Regions from separate parts of the Mus musculus genome. Here region 2 is linked to region 1. A link is a contact called in public promoter capture Hi-C data. All regions are on one chromosome and are shown on one strand. The core of a region is the stretch at or near the end of the contact, and the rest is flanking DNA. Distances in the headings are between cores, read along the strand shown. Region 1 holds the start of Vwce (von Willebrand factor C and EGF domains). Region 2 holds the start of Cd6 (CD6 antigen).

Region 1 (6,492 bases), core at 2,646-5,145:
ACTCGGGCTACCTCCTGACAGCCACCATGGTTACAGGTGAGATCACAGCCATACTCCCCGCAGGATCCATGGGCTTCTAAAACAAACAGCACAGGGGTACGGGTCAACACAGCTGCACAGCAGGTGTCAGCCTGACGTCTCAGATGTCCTGGGGCTTCTCCAGAATCCTGTTGCAGGGTGGGACTTCCCGCCCACTTCTACATGGCACTAGCCATGTTGATGGTTAATTCAATTTCACAAGATCTTGAATCAAATAGGAGAGAACCTCTGGTCATATCTCTGAAGGAGTTCCTAGACCGGGTTGAGATGGGGAGACACACTAACTCTGGAAGGTTGGGAGCCGAACTAATGAGAAAGAGAGCCAGTACAGGGGTTCAAATCTTTCTGCTTCCTGCCTGTGCAATGTGAACTGCTGCCTCACTCTTCTGGCACCATGCCTTCTCCACCCTGATAGACTGTTCTCTTGAACTCTGAGCCAAAATTAACCTTTCCTCCTTTAAGTTGCTTTTATCAGTTATTTCATCACATTCGCAACAAATATATCATGGGAACCAAGAAAAGCCATAGTCTTTGTCTCAGCAGTCAGATAGGTATGAAATTGCCTACCACACAAGGTGTCTTGAAGATGCCAAGCTAGAACCTATCTCAGGTCTACAGTGCCGGACACAGAATCTTCATATTATTTTGGTGACCCCCATCTGCCATTGTCCATCCCAGTTACCTGGGCAAGTGGCCCCTTGCTCTCCATCCTGGCAGGAACAGACATTGGGAGCGATGCAGATGCCACTCCCACAGCCAAAGGAGCAGAGGGCTGAGAGGAAAGATGGAGGTGAGGGAGCAGGCCCTGGCAATGCACAGGCTTGGGTCACAAGGATGGATGGGTACTTACGCAGGGTACAGTGCCCGCTGCCCATGGAAGGGGCCCAGCCAGGGCAGCAGCCACTCCCAAAGCCAGAGAGGCAGACGTGGGGCCCCAGACGACGTCTGCAAGAAAAGAGAGCACTCCACAATTTGTAGGAAGAGAGCTCCCAACTCCCAAGTCATCCATTGGTCTAAAGGACACACACCACCACCCCACCACCCCCTGCCCGGTGCAGGACCAGACAAACATGTACAAGAACAGATATAAGCTATGAACACAGAGCAAAGGAAATGAAGGAGAGACCAGAAGAAAAGATGACAGAAGACTGCAGTTGAGCAGCATGGGGGTGGGGGGGGGGGGGAGGTGGCTGCTTTGGGACCTGACCTCTTATCACTAAGATGGCTGAGACAGGAGGATCACAAGTTTGAAGCCTGTTTGGGCTACCTGATGTATTCAAGACCATCTTGGGCTATATGACTATATTTTTTGTTATTATTGTTTTGGTTTGCTGGTCTGGGACTCACAGGGAGCTACCTGCCTTTGCTCCTTCCTGAGTTCTGGGATTGAAGGTGTGTACACCCAGAAATATAATGTCTAACACACTCACTCTCATCCCTCACTCAGGTCTTTTGTTCACATCTTCTTCCCCAAAGCCTCTCTTGCTGACCTTAGCCTGCTCTGCTGCTCTCCACCGTCCTTTCTAGGACACTCGCTTACTTGCTAATTTCATGACATCTTCACTGTCCGTATCCTCTCAACTCCTCGAGGACAAGGGCTTCCTTCTATTATTATTATTTACTTATTTTATGTATATGAGTACACTGCAGCTGTCTTCAGACACACCAGAAGAGGGCATCAGATCCCCATTACAGATGGTTGTGAGCCACCATGTGGTTGCTGGGAATTGAACTCAGGACCTCTGGAAGTGCAGTCAGTGCTCTTAACCACTGAGCCATCTCTCCAGCCCAGGACAAGGGCTTCTTATTTGTTCAGTTCTACATCTAAAGTAAGTCACAACTGCTCAATTGGTAAAGGGAGAAAGCAGGTCTGGGTGGCATTCCCCTAGGCTGGCAACAAGGTACCCATGGCCCTCCACCTTCTGGGGCCAGTGTCTAAAAATGTCAAACTGCAGTCTGTAAGGCCATGAATGTGTTACTGCCCTCGATATCAAAGGACAGCAGGACCCAGGTGATGGGAACAGCTCAGTGGGGACTCTGGGAGGGCTTATGGAGCCTTGAAGGGCATCAGGAGAAGGTCACTGGAAGGACAGCTCCCCTGCTGCGTGAGAAAGAAGACCAGAGACTCAGTATGAAAATGGGGAAGGAGAGGGCAATACAGACAGATGGACCAGCCTGAGCATGGGCTAACCGGGAGATTAACAAGGGCTAGAACTCCTGGAGCCGTGGAGCAAGGACCATGAACCCAGGCAAAGCAATAGGCACCAGATGACTTTCCCCACATACCCAGAGCTGATGGGGATTTCATCCCACCAACCAGAGCACCCTCTATGCCTGTCCATGTATCAGACAGAAATGATACAGGATAAGACGAACTTGCCTGGCTCTTAGGGTTAATAATCTGGGTCAAATGTGGAAACCTAGGGGGAACCATAGCAGTACAGGAAAGTTTGCTGGGGATTTTCCCTAGGGCCAAGTCCTTTTTTCCTCTCAGAAGTCAAAACCAGTGAAGACAAACCAGACCAACAGTGATGTCACACATAGAAACGATGATAGCAACAGCTGAGGCAGAGAATCCGGCAGCTGGGATCTACAGAACAACTTAATAGCTAAGCCAAAGGGGGCTCTGAAAGGGGCGTGAGGTGCCATCGAAGTGGTAAATGGTAGGGTGCCTGTGGAAGCTGGTGGAGTTCCACTTCAGATAGGCAAGGGTAGGGTGCCCACCAGAAAGCCCCAAGGAGCTTTTCGTGTGTGGCACAGTGATGCCAGGGAGACAGGTGGTGGGAGATCTGCAGGAACTGCAAGAGATCGCAGAACCCACGTGCTGGGCGGTAAGCTCTTCCTCCAGGGCAGCCCCTCTGAGCGCCCCTGGGAAGATGTGGCCGTGGGCCAGGCCACCCGCTGACAACGTGTACCCTTGCTATAAGCATCACGCACACACGATCACCACTCCCTCATCACCCCTTAGTGGTAGAGGACTAAGACAAACTTAGGGAAAATGATTGGGTTTGGAAAGACACGCCTCCCGCCTGTCGCCTGCGGCCTCCCGCCTCCCCGGCCTGTGCACACATGCGCAGATACCAAAGCATAACCCTGAGCCACCGGTGGCTCCAAGGTCCACCGGGTGCAGAGAGCAAGAGACACTGAGAAAACCCCCAACCCCAAAGCAACGTGTGCAGAAACGGAGGGGGTCCCGCACCACCAAGGAAGAAAGCCAGGCAGTTGAGACCAATTGGCATGTGCTGGGGTTCCCTAGCCAGAGGGTCAGCCTATTCCCATAGTACAAGATTCCTTGGAGCCGCGATCTCCATCTCCCAGATTCCTTAGCCAGAGCAGTCCCCAGCCAGGGCCACCCAACTGGCACAAACTACTGTCTCTTTGTCCAGACCCCTGGTGTGCCCTCGCCACAGAGGCTACAGGTCCAGCAGCTGCCCTATGCTAGTGTCTTCCAGCTCCACGCAGTGGCGCTAGAAGGCTGGGCCGCTGAAAGGCACCGGGCTCTTACCTCTCCGCAGAGTAGTGCCCTGGCGCCTTCCTCCCGGTATAGCCTCGGGCTGAAGACCCCAGCAACGGGATCAAGATGTAGGCGACATGGAGCAACAGTCTAGCCCACATGACTGGCAGCAGAGGTCCTGGACTCTACTGGGCTCAGGTCCCGCACCGGGGAGGGGGCTACCGACCTTGTCCCTCCTCCTGGAAGCGATCTGGTTCCCCCACAGCTGGCAGGGACTGAGGACGACGAGAAGAGGGCTGGTGGTTAGGGGAGGACTGCCTAGGCGGGTGGGGGTGGGGGTCCTTGCACCTTGGAAAGAAACACACAAAAGGAGCGCCGCCCGCCGGTGCCTCTCCGGGAGGCGTGGAGCCTGGGGCGGGAGCAAAGATCAGGGACCCCGAGGGCGGGGTTTCACCCTCGGCCCACACCCCCAGCCTGGGTTTGGGAGTCGCTTTCCACAGAATGACTGAAGGCTTCGAACCAAGTTGGAAAGAAACTTCAGGAACAAGGTTTTTGAGTTTCCATAGAATCCAATCTGAATTCTCAGTAGGTGAGACTTGTGGACACTCAAACCCAGGGCACTGAAGCGAGGCAGTTTTGACTCTCCCCAAGCCCACTAGATGGTAAGGATAGTGTATTGGTGGTTTAGTCTGCTTCCTTGCCAAAGGACATTAGCCTGTTTTGAACCCACAAGCTACCTGCTGGGAGTCAAATGGTTGAGTGGACAGCTTCCTAGCTCACCTGGGAGGTAAGAAAGCAGTGCGCAGGTGGCAAGGGAGCTAGGGGCGCAGAACTAGAAGGTTCAGTGTTTGGGCTCAGGCTTCGAAGTTGGCTCAGGCTAGAAGAGGTTTAGGCTGAAGAATGTAGAGCAAAATGATAGAACTGAGAAAGATCTAGTTGGGAGGAAGCGAAAAGAAGGCTCGAGTTTTACCTTGTTCTGGTAGCAAGCCCCGCCTAACCCTACCCAGTCTGGATTAGTCAAGCGTCTGTGTAAAGACTTCTAGGAATAAGAAAAATTGGCTGAACTAGTTTTTAAAAACTGTACTTCCCAAGCACGACTAAATCCTTCGCTTCTGCCTCGTGCTGATCCCAAGATCATTGGCATTGGTGACCACAGATAAACTGTGCACAGATGACCTGGATGCTAGCTGCCTTCTCACAGACACTTTCCTTTTAGTTTCTGAGCAAACGTTAACTCGGGTGTTTGATGCTTGTTGGTCCCCCGACCCTTAATTTGCAGTAAGAGGAAAAGTTCAAGTACTTTTGGATGTTGTGGTGCCATGGCTAATTGTTATTTTCAACTTGAATGGATATAGAAGCTCCTAGGCAATAAACCTTTGTGTGTGTCAGAGCTGTTTCCAGAAGGATTTAACTGAGTTGTGAAGACCCATCCTAAATGTGAGTGGCATTGTCACATGGGCCGGACCAAATACAAAGACCATAAAGTGAGTGCTAACATTCATCTGGCTCTCTATGCTTCCCCTGCCAAGATGGCTGCACCTGTGAGCCAGATAAACCATTCCTTCCTTGCTTGCTTGCTTTTATGGAGGTTATTCTGCCATAACAACTAGCTGTTGGCATAACAACTGGCCAGCCATCTTTCTACCTTAACCCACGTGGCTGAACCGAGACTTACATTTGGACCTGTATCTCATCTTGTTTGGGCCCATTCTATTATCTAGTCAAGCTCACAGCAAGCATAGTGCCAAAGATGAATGTGACTTCTCTGTACCTACACATCGAGTCCTAAGGACCTTCAGACTCCTTAGGGCAGCTTTCTTGCCTGGAAAAGGCAGAGGCTGCGCTTGCTACTGTCACAAGACAGGTGTTCTTCCTTCCCATCCCTGGGAAGCTATCTCTGAAACCACTACACACAGGATAAATCCCCTTACTACAGCCCTCATGGCTCATGACATTTGTTGTTTATCACCCAGCATACCTCTCCACTTCCGTTCACTGCTGTAGCCCCACACTCTCCTCTGCAGAACTCACTCGCTAGCAGGTGGAAGATCAAAACCCTCATTGCCCTACTGTAGATTTCTAGATATAGAAAGTAGGAAATTCGGACTGGAGGACCCTTACACCCTTTTCTTTTCTTTTCTTTTCTTTTTTTTTTTTTTTTTTTTTTTTTTTTTTTTTGGTTTTTCGAGACAGGGTTTCTCTGTGTACTTTGGCTGTCCTAGAACTCACTCTGTAGACCAGGCTGGCCTCGAACTCAGAAATCCGCCTGCCTCTGCCTCCCAAGTGCTGGGACTAAAGGCAAGCGCCACCACTGCACGGCCCTTACACCCTTTTCTGAGCCAGCCCAGCATTCCATCTCCCTACAGTGTCTTCAGTCCTCTGGCATCTACCTTCCCATCAAAGCAGCTGTTGGTCCTTTAGTTTCATTTGCTCTTCCTTGCCCTGTTCGGTCCTGGGGCTTCAGTTGAGTCTTTCCTATATGAGCCGTCCATCTTCCAGGACTAATGTTTGTTCATTTGGTGCTTCCTCCCCATTTCTGTGACTTCACAAGAGACCTTTCACTGAATAAAGGATCCAAGATGTTCCATAGGAGAAACAGTATGAACCAATCAGTACCCCGAGAGCTCCCAGGGACTAAACCACCAACCAGAGTACACATGGAGAGACTCAAGGCTCCAGCTGTATATGTAGCAGAGGATGGCCTTGTGGGACATCAATGAGAGGAGTGGCCGTTGGTCTTGTGAAGGCTCGGTGCCCCAGTGTAGGGGAATGCCAGGACAGGAAAGCAGGAGTGGGTGGGTTGGGGTGGGTGGAGGGTGGAATGGGGGGTTTTCAGAGAGGAAATGAGGAAAGGGGATAAAATTTGAAATGTAAATTTTAAAAAAATCTAATAATAATTAAAAAAAGGATCCAAGATGTTGGCTGCAGAACTCAGGCCTCTGGTTTGAGACCCTTCCCAATGGTCATGTGATGTGAATCTGTGTTTCTAGTCTCTCCGA
Region 2 (6,473 bases), core at 804-3,303, 200 kb before region 1:
CTCTGCCACTGAAACCAGCCCTTTCTTTCTATTCCGTCTTTTTCTTTTGTCTTTGGGGAAGAATCCCTTTCCACTCTGGTTTTGGAGCCACTAATTTTTTTTTTTTTTTTTTTTTTTTTTTTTAGTGCGTGTCTGTGTGGGTGAATGTGTGGAGGTCAGACGTCAGAGGGAGATTTGCAGAAGTCAGTTTCCTCCTTCTACCATGTGACATGGGTCCGTGGGTCCCAAGGATTGAACTCAGTCCATCACACTTGGCACCAAGCACCTTTACCCACGGAGCCATCTCACTCTTGAGAATGTATGCTTCTTGAAAGCAGGGAAGTTGTTTCATCTCTTTTCTTCCCTTGGAGTGACACTCCCAAGCCTCCAGAGATGAGTGGAGTGGAATCTGGAAGCCCGACAAAACTGCCTATGCCCCGGGGCCCTTTGTGTTGCCAGACACTCTTCACTAGAGGGCGCCCTCAGCCGGTACCAGGACAGAGTCCTGTCCCTCTCTCCCTCTGAGATGGGCGGGGTCTCACTGTGGGAGGAGCCTGATTCACTATGGCTTCCCAATTTGCCACATCAGATATCCCCCTCAGCTGGTGGGACACTCCTACTAGTGGGAGAAATCCTCTCCATTACACAAGTGGAGAAATGAAAACAAGCTAGAATGGAGGAAGTGGAGTACCAAAAAATGTTGTATGAGGCATGGCTGGAATCTGGAACCAGTCTCTTTCTAGACTCTAGGGTTCTGCTTAGAGACAAATTATCCATTCCCACATTCTCTCAACAAAACCTATTTAACACCTACTATGTGTTACGAGGGGGGGCTCATTGGTGAGCTAAATGCACAGTCTACTTTCTAGCCTGGTTCAGCACGCCTAGGCAGCCTGGTCCTTCCCGCTCTAGCCCTTTCCTCCCGAATCTTTTCCTTCCCCAGCAGCCTCCCTGCACAGCCATCTGCTGAAACTCCGCTTGCCCTCTTGCCCAGGACACAAACAGCGAGCAGTCCTCAAAGATGGGATCCAGATTCTTTGGCACCTCTGTGCAACTCCCACCTGGGTTGGGGCACGTGGAGGTGGGGGGGAGTCCTTCTCTGAGACCCCCTATTCTTTGGGGTTTCCTTTGGAAAAGCTTAGGCCCTTGCTACGTGCACCCCAGGACTGGGGAAATGGTTCAGTAGTTTGCCAAAGAAGCATGAGAAGCAGAGCTCAGACTGTCAGGACCTACACAAAAGCCCTGCAGGTATGGCAGCCTCCTGAGATCCCAGCACTTAGGAGGCAGAGATGGGGACCTCCAGCGTAAGCTGGCGAGCTAAACTTGTGGAATCAGGAGCTCTAGATACAGTGAGAGACCCAACCTCGATAAATAACAGAGAACAATTGAATTGAAGAAGACTACTCTGACATCAGCTTCAAACTTACATACACACACACACAGACACACACACACACGCACAAATATACACACACATAGATACACACATTCATACATGTGCATATACACTACGCATACCATATGCTCACACACACACTTGCACACACATGCACACACATGCACATACTTTCTCTCACAAACATACACACACATGAATGAACACACACACACACATATTCACACACATACATATATACACATACACGCACACACACTACACACGGCACACCTGACATACCCCTCGATACACACACGCAAAAGAAGAGTCCATCAAGACTCTGTCCTCCTGCCTCTTAGTCACCACATTCCCAAGGACAACACAAACCTTGGAATGCAACCCCATGAGAGCTGGATTCTGTGGGAGGGGCAGCAGGGGCGCATTAATTCACTCTTCTAGCACCAGTTACTAGAGCATCTCTGGGAATGAGCTGTCTCTTTGTGTCCAGGAAAGAAGGCACAGCCTCTTTGTCTTTCTTGGAAGACCCTCAGGGATGCGTTCATTGGACATGGCCTCTGTGATTCTTAGGGTTCACTTTGGTTGGTGGGCTTATGGAAGGTAGCTTGGCTCCCCCACCCCAACAGCCCTGTAACAGCACCCCTGTTACAACAGCCTGGCTTCCTGGAGACCAAAACCACAAGCAGAAGGTAGAGGCGTGAGACACTCACAGGCTGGGCCTGTGTGTAGGAGAGAGAGTGCGCAGCACACAGGGCACTGAGAACAAGAACAGAAAGGGCACCACGGGTGAGACAAGCCATCGGTGGCACAACCGTCTCCCGGAACCAGGATGGCACTTCCTATGGGCAGGCGTGAGTAGCAGTGGAGACAGCACCAGACATGTGGCTCTTCCTTGGGATCGCTGGATTGCTGACAGCAGTTCTCTCAGGTAGATCTCTTCTGTCACCTCCTACAGCTCGTGCTAGGGGACCCGGGTTCTGTCTGCTTGGCCCCTTGCTAGCTGTTTCCTCATGGCCACCTTTGTAGAGCCTTTTAACCTAAGACCATCCTGGTGTGACAACAGCTTGGGGCTTGAGGTGACGCAGGGACCCCTTAAAGGGCCGGATGATGCTCTCATCATAAAAGGCCTCCTGGGAGTGAGGTGAACGAACCTCATGCCTGACTTGGGGCCTAGGTCTGAGGAAGGAGCTCCCCACGCATCCATAGGTGCAGGAAGCACCCGCTTCTCCCACCTTCTTACCATCTCACAGGAAGGAAGGAACGACTCCTTTGAGAGGGAGGACCAGCCAGCATCAGTATTTTCCATGTTAAGTCCCAGAGTGGGGTTCACCAGGACCAGAGACAGAATCCAGGGAGACCCAGGGGACTTCACTCTTAGTGACTTCGGTTCAACCTCTTGGATGAATTTGAGACACAAATGATCAAGAAGGCTTTTGAGTTCCTGAGCTGCTAAGTGCTGAAGTAGTCTTGCATAGTCTGGACTAGGGTTCTGGAGCAAAGGCCCAAGGTCGCCAGATACTTGATAGAGTGCACAGGCCAAGCTAGCAGAAACAGGCAATACACAGAGACTCAGGAATCCCTGTACATGGCAGGCATTCACATTTCAGGGTAGGAAGATGGTATAGAAACAGACTTAGGGTCTAAGGAGTTAGGTCTGCCTTACAGAAGGGGAGCCCAGGCAGAGGGATGGGGACATAAAGCTGGTCAGAGGTTATGAGCACTCGGGGAGTTCTGAAGTGTCTTCTTTCTGTCTGGATCTTCAGGCATTTCATCCAAGTCCCCTGGTGTTAATTGGCATGTGTTTTGCCCAGTAGAGGCCTGGGCTTTTGCTGTCCTTTCTTGACCAGCTGTTTCCAAAGCACTGGCTCTCGGAGCTCAGCCTCCTTCTACTCAGGCCGACGGCAAGGCCTTCTGCTTCTTCCTATCCATCAGTGCCACCACCTCTGCCTCTCTTAAGAGGCCTGACACAAGATCAGGCTTAAGTCCTAAAGGAAAAGGTCTGCTGACCGCTAAGACCGGGGCCCCAAACAAGCCAGCTCCTTCTCTTTCCACTGCTTCCCAGTATGGATGAGGGCTGGGGCTGAGCTGAGCACGGAGCCCTTTGGGCTGAAACTGAGAGGTCCTTGGTCTGAGATGATGGGTCCAGAGTGATGCCTATGGGAAGGTAAGACCTCAGCAGCAGGCGGGCTCCAGAGAGCCTACCCTTAGGTATGGGTTGCACCTGGCCCATGCACAGTATCAGTTCCCTCAGCTCCTTCCTGTCCCTGGGTTGATGTCAGTTGACCCGCTTTTAGTCACTGATAGAAGTTTAGTTTTGAAAGAAAAAAATTGGTTATGTTGTAAGTGGAAAAGCCTTCTCGTTTGCCAGAAATTAAAGGGATGAGGAAAGCCTAAAAATAAATGGTGGTAGAACCCAATTCGAGGCAATTGAAATGGTGTCACCAAGGCCCTAGAGCCTAAGGCCTACGCCATTCTGCTCTCCCAATTAGAGGGGTAACGAGGGAGGTGGGTAAGGACATCCTGGTTCCGAACTGTTATTTTCTTCAGAATTTGTCAGTCACTCGGAGCAGGGAACAGGCTCCTCATTGGTCAATGCTCTTTCATCAGTGCCTGATGGTCTATGTCCCATGGAGAAATGTCCCAAGAGGACAAGCTTTGCAGGTGTAAGGAAAACTGCACCCTAAAGTGACACTATGTCTCCCTCATGGTGATGTCTAGGAGGCTGAGTCTCTGGGCCCAGGGCCTGAATGTTCCTTCTTTTTTGCCTGATGTAGCAGGCCCCCTGGCTGGGCACAGATCTGTGGAACTGTGTACAGGGTGGCAGATCTGTGTTGGACCACATGTGCTTGAGGAAAGAATGTTAAGAGCAAAGAGAAAGAAAATGTAGAAAAAGTGATGGACAACAAGAAGAAATGGAGCAGGAGAGCGAAGCCCAGGAGAGAGTTCTGGAGCTTTCTGCCCGGGAGCAGTGTTCAAACTTGAGTGATCTAAATTCTATTCTGGGTGTCAGGGGCTGGCGAATGCCAGGGGTTGGTGGATGCCAGCTCTCCTAGGAGCTACCGAGCTCTCCTCTGTCTAGGGCTGGTACCTAGCTCTCTGTTCTGAGTCTCGTACTGCTTTCTCCAGCGGCTTGCCTCTGCAAGGCCTGTGTGTGACTGGGTGACCAGGACTTAGGGAGACAGACCCACTGGGCCCCGTTCTGTGCCTTGGTTTCCATCCAAGGTGGGAAAGAGACCGAGATGTGAACTAGAAGCTAACTGGAGGGAGGATGGTGTTAGGAAACGAGTTTTCACCCAGTGTTTCTAGTTCACCAATACCTGAGCTCCTGCCCTTCCCTGGTCCTCATTTTCTCAGTTACTGGGTAAAGTCTTCTGGGTCCTGAAAAGGCAGTTTGTAAGTATTTTAAAATGATAATTCTTCAGGCTAGAGATACCACTCTGTGGCAAGAGGCCCTTCTTGACACCCAGCACAATACGTACAGGAATTGTTTAATTAAAAAAATAATCTATTTTTCTTATTAGTAAATATAAGTGTTGTTTTATTTATATTTATATATTTATGTGTGATAATTTCAAGGGGCCTTTGAGCCAACCAAGTGTGAGAGAACATTTTTTTTAAATAATAAATTTCCCTTACTAATTAATTCTAGCTAATTAATTCCCTCAGCTTTATGCTGTCCAATATGGCGGCCACTGTGTTACTTTTGAGATGTGTCAGTGCAAAGCACAAAACAAACTCTGAAAATGAGTTAAAATAAATTACAAATATACATATATATGTATAGTGTGGTGTGCGTGTATGTGGTGTGCGTGTATGTGCGTGTGCGTGTGTGTGTGTGTGTGTATAAATACATCCCGCAGCACATGTGGAAGTCTATGGACAACTTTTAGAAACTGTTTTTCTCCTTTCAATATGTGGATATTCGGGATGGAACTCAGGCTGTAAGCACCTTTGCTCATTGAACCATCTTGCCAGACCATCTTTGGTATTCTAAACTGTATTTAGGAATCAAAAGACTCAAATCTTCACACATACACCCTCGATGAACTCAGGTCCTTACAGGCGCTAGGCAAAGGCTGTGTCGCGAGCCAAATTCTCAGATCACGGATCCCTTTCCTTTCCCAGCAGAAAGCAAAGCCGTCTTAGGAAGGCAGTTCTCAGACCTAAGACTCTGACATAGTAGAGTGACTGTGAAATTCTCCTAAATACTCCAACAGTTTTGACAGACATTACCAAATCTTCTGAAATTTTTATTATTGTTTTTTATTTTTGTTTGTTTTGTTTGTTTTGAGATTTATTTCTATGTGTGTTGGTATTCTGCCTGCCTACATGTCTGTGCGGGGGCACCAGATCCTCTGCAAACTGGAGTTAGAAACATCCAGCCACCATGTGGATGCTGGGAATTGAACTCACTCAGGTCCTCTGGAAGATCAGCCAGTGATTTTAACCACTGAGCCATCTCTCCAGCCCCCTTTGAGTTTTTAAACTAAACTCTGAACTGAAAGCAGTTGCTCCATCGCATGCACGAGAACCTCTGAGGGCCACGTGTCCTCAAATATCACAAATACAGGATTTTTACATACTAATGCATAGAACTTGACCCAACTTTCACTCCATGCATCTTTAGAAATACTAGAGGGTTCTATTTATTTAATCATGTGTACTTTGTAAAGCCTAGCCTCCCTGGAGAAGTGTGCGGGAGGCTGGGGCTTTCTCCATCAGAGAGAATTTGTCACCTCAGTGGACATGGATGAGGTTGGCTTTGTCGTTTTATCAAAATAAGCGATGTGATTCTTCTGTGCTGTCAATAGCCATGCTGTGTCTTTTTGTCCTCCAACTGGGCAGTCCTTAGACCAGCAGTTTCTGTGTACAAAGGACAAAGAAACCAATCTTCTATGTCCGAGTCGCCACCTGGGGATTAAAATCCAGCACATGTCCATTTGTCCATCCCATTCTGTGACCCATTCTTTCTGCCTTTAACACAGCTCACAGATGCATCAGTGACACAGGACAAGCTTTGACGTCATCTGGCTTCTTGTGCTGCCTGGCCACAGGTGACAACTGACAGGGGACAATTGGCATGGCTGGTACACCGGTG

What was found. Promoter capture Hi-C pulls out the DNA fragments that hold promoters and counts their contacts.
Region 2: a contact with region 1 is called in a promoter capture Hi-C map of stem cell-derived epiblast-like cells, with 2.5 times the contacts expected there. A contact is called at or near these places in 8 of 39 promoter capture datasets (the C10 cell line, the SN4741 cell line, cranial neural crest and 4 more), 1 of 484 Hi-C or Micro-C datasets (extraembryonic endoderm stem cells), 3 of 130 datasets of targeted methods (bone marrow-derived macrophages, double positive thymocytes and pancreatic cancer cells) and 4 of 9 other capture datasets (adipose tissue, embryonic stem cells, liver and 1 more).

Annotation. Positions count from the first base shown.
Region 1 is chr19:10,631,636-10,638,127 of GRCm38.p6, reverse strand. Vwce (von Willebrand factor C and EGF domains) reads right to left here and starts at 3,895. Exons shown (of 20, transcript NM_027913.2): 1 at 3,545-3,895; 2 at 890-984; 3 at 722-811; 4 at 1-76. The coding sequence starts at 3,654.
Region 2 is chr19:10,825,638-10,832,110 of GRCm38.p6, reverse strand. Cd6 (CD6 antigen) reads left to right here and starts at 2,053. Exons shown (of 13, transcript NM_009852.3): 1 at 2,053-2,303. The coding sequence starts at 2,255.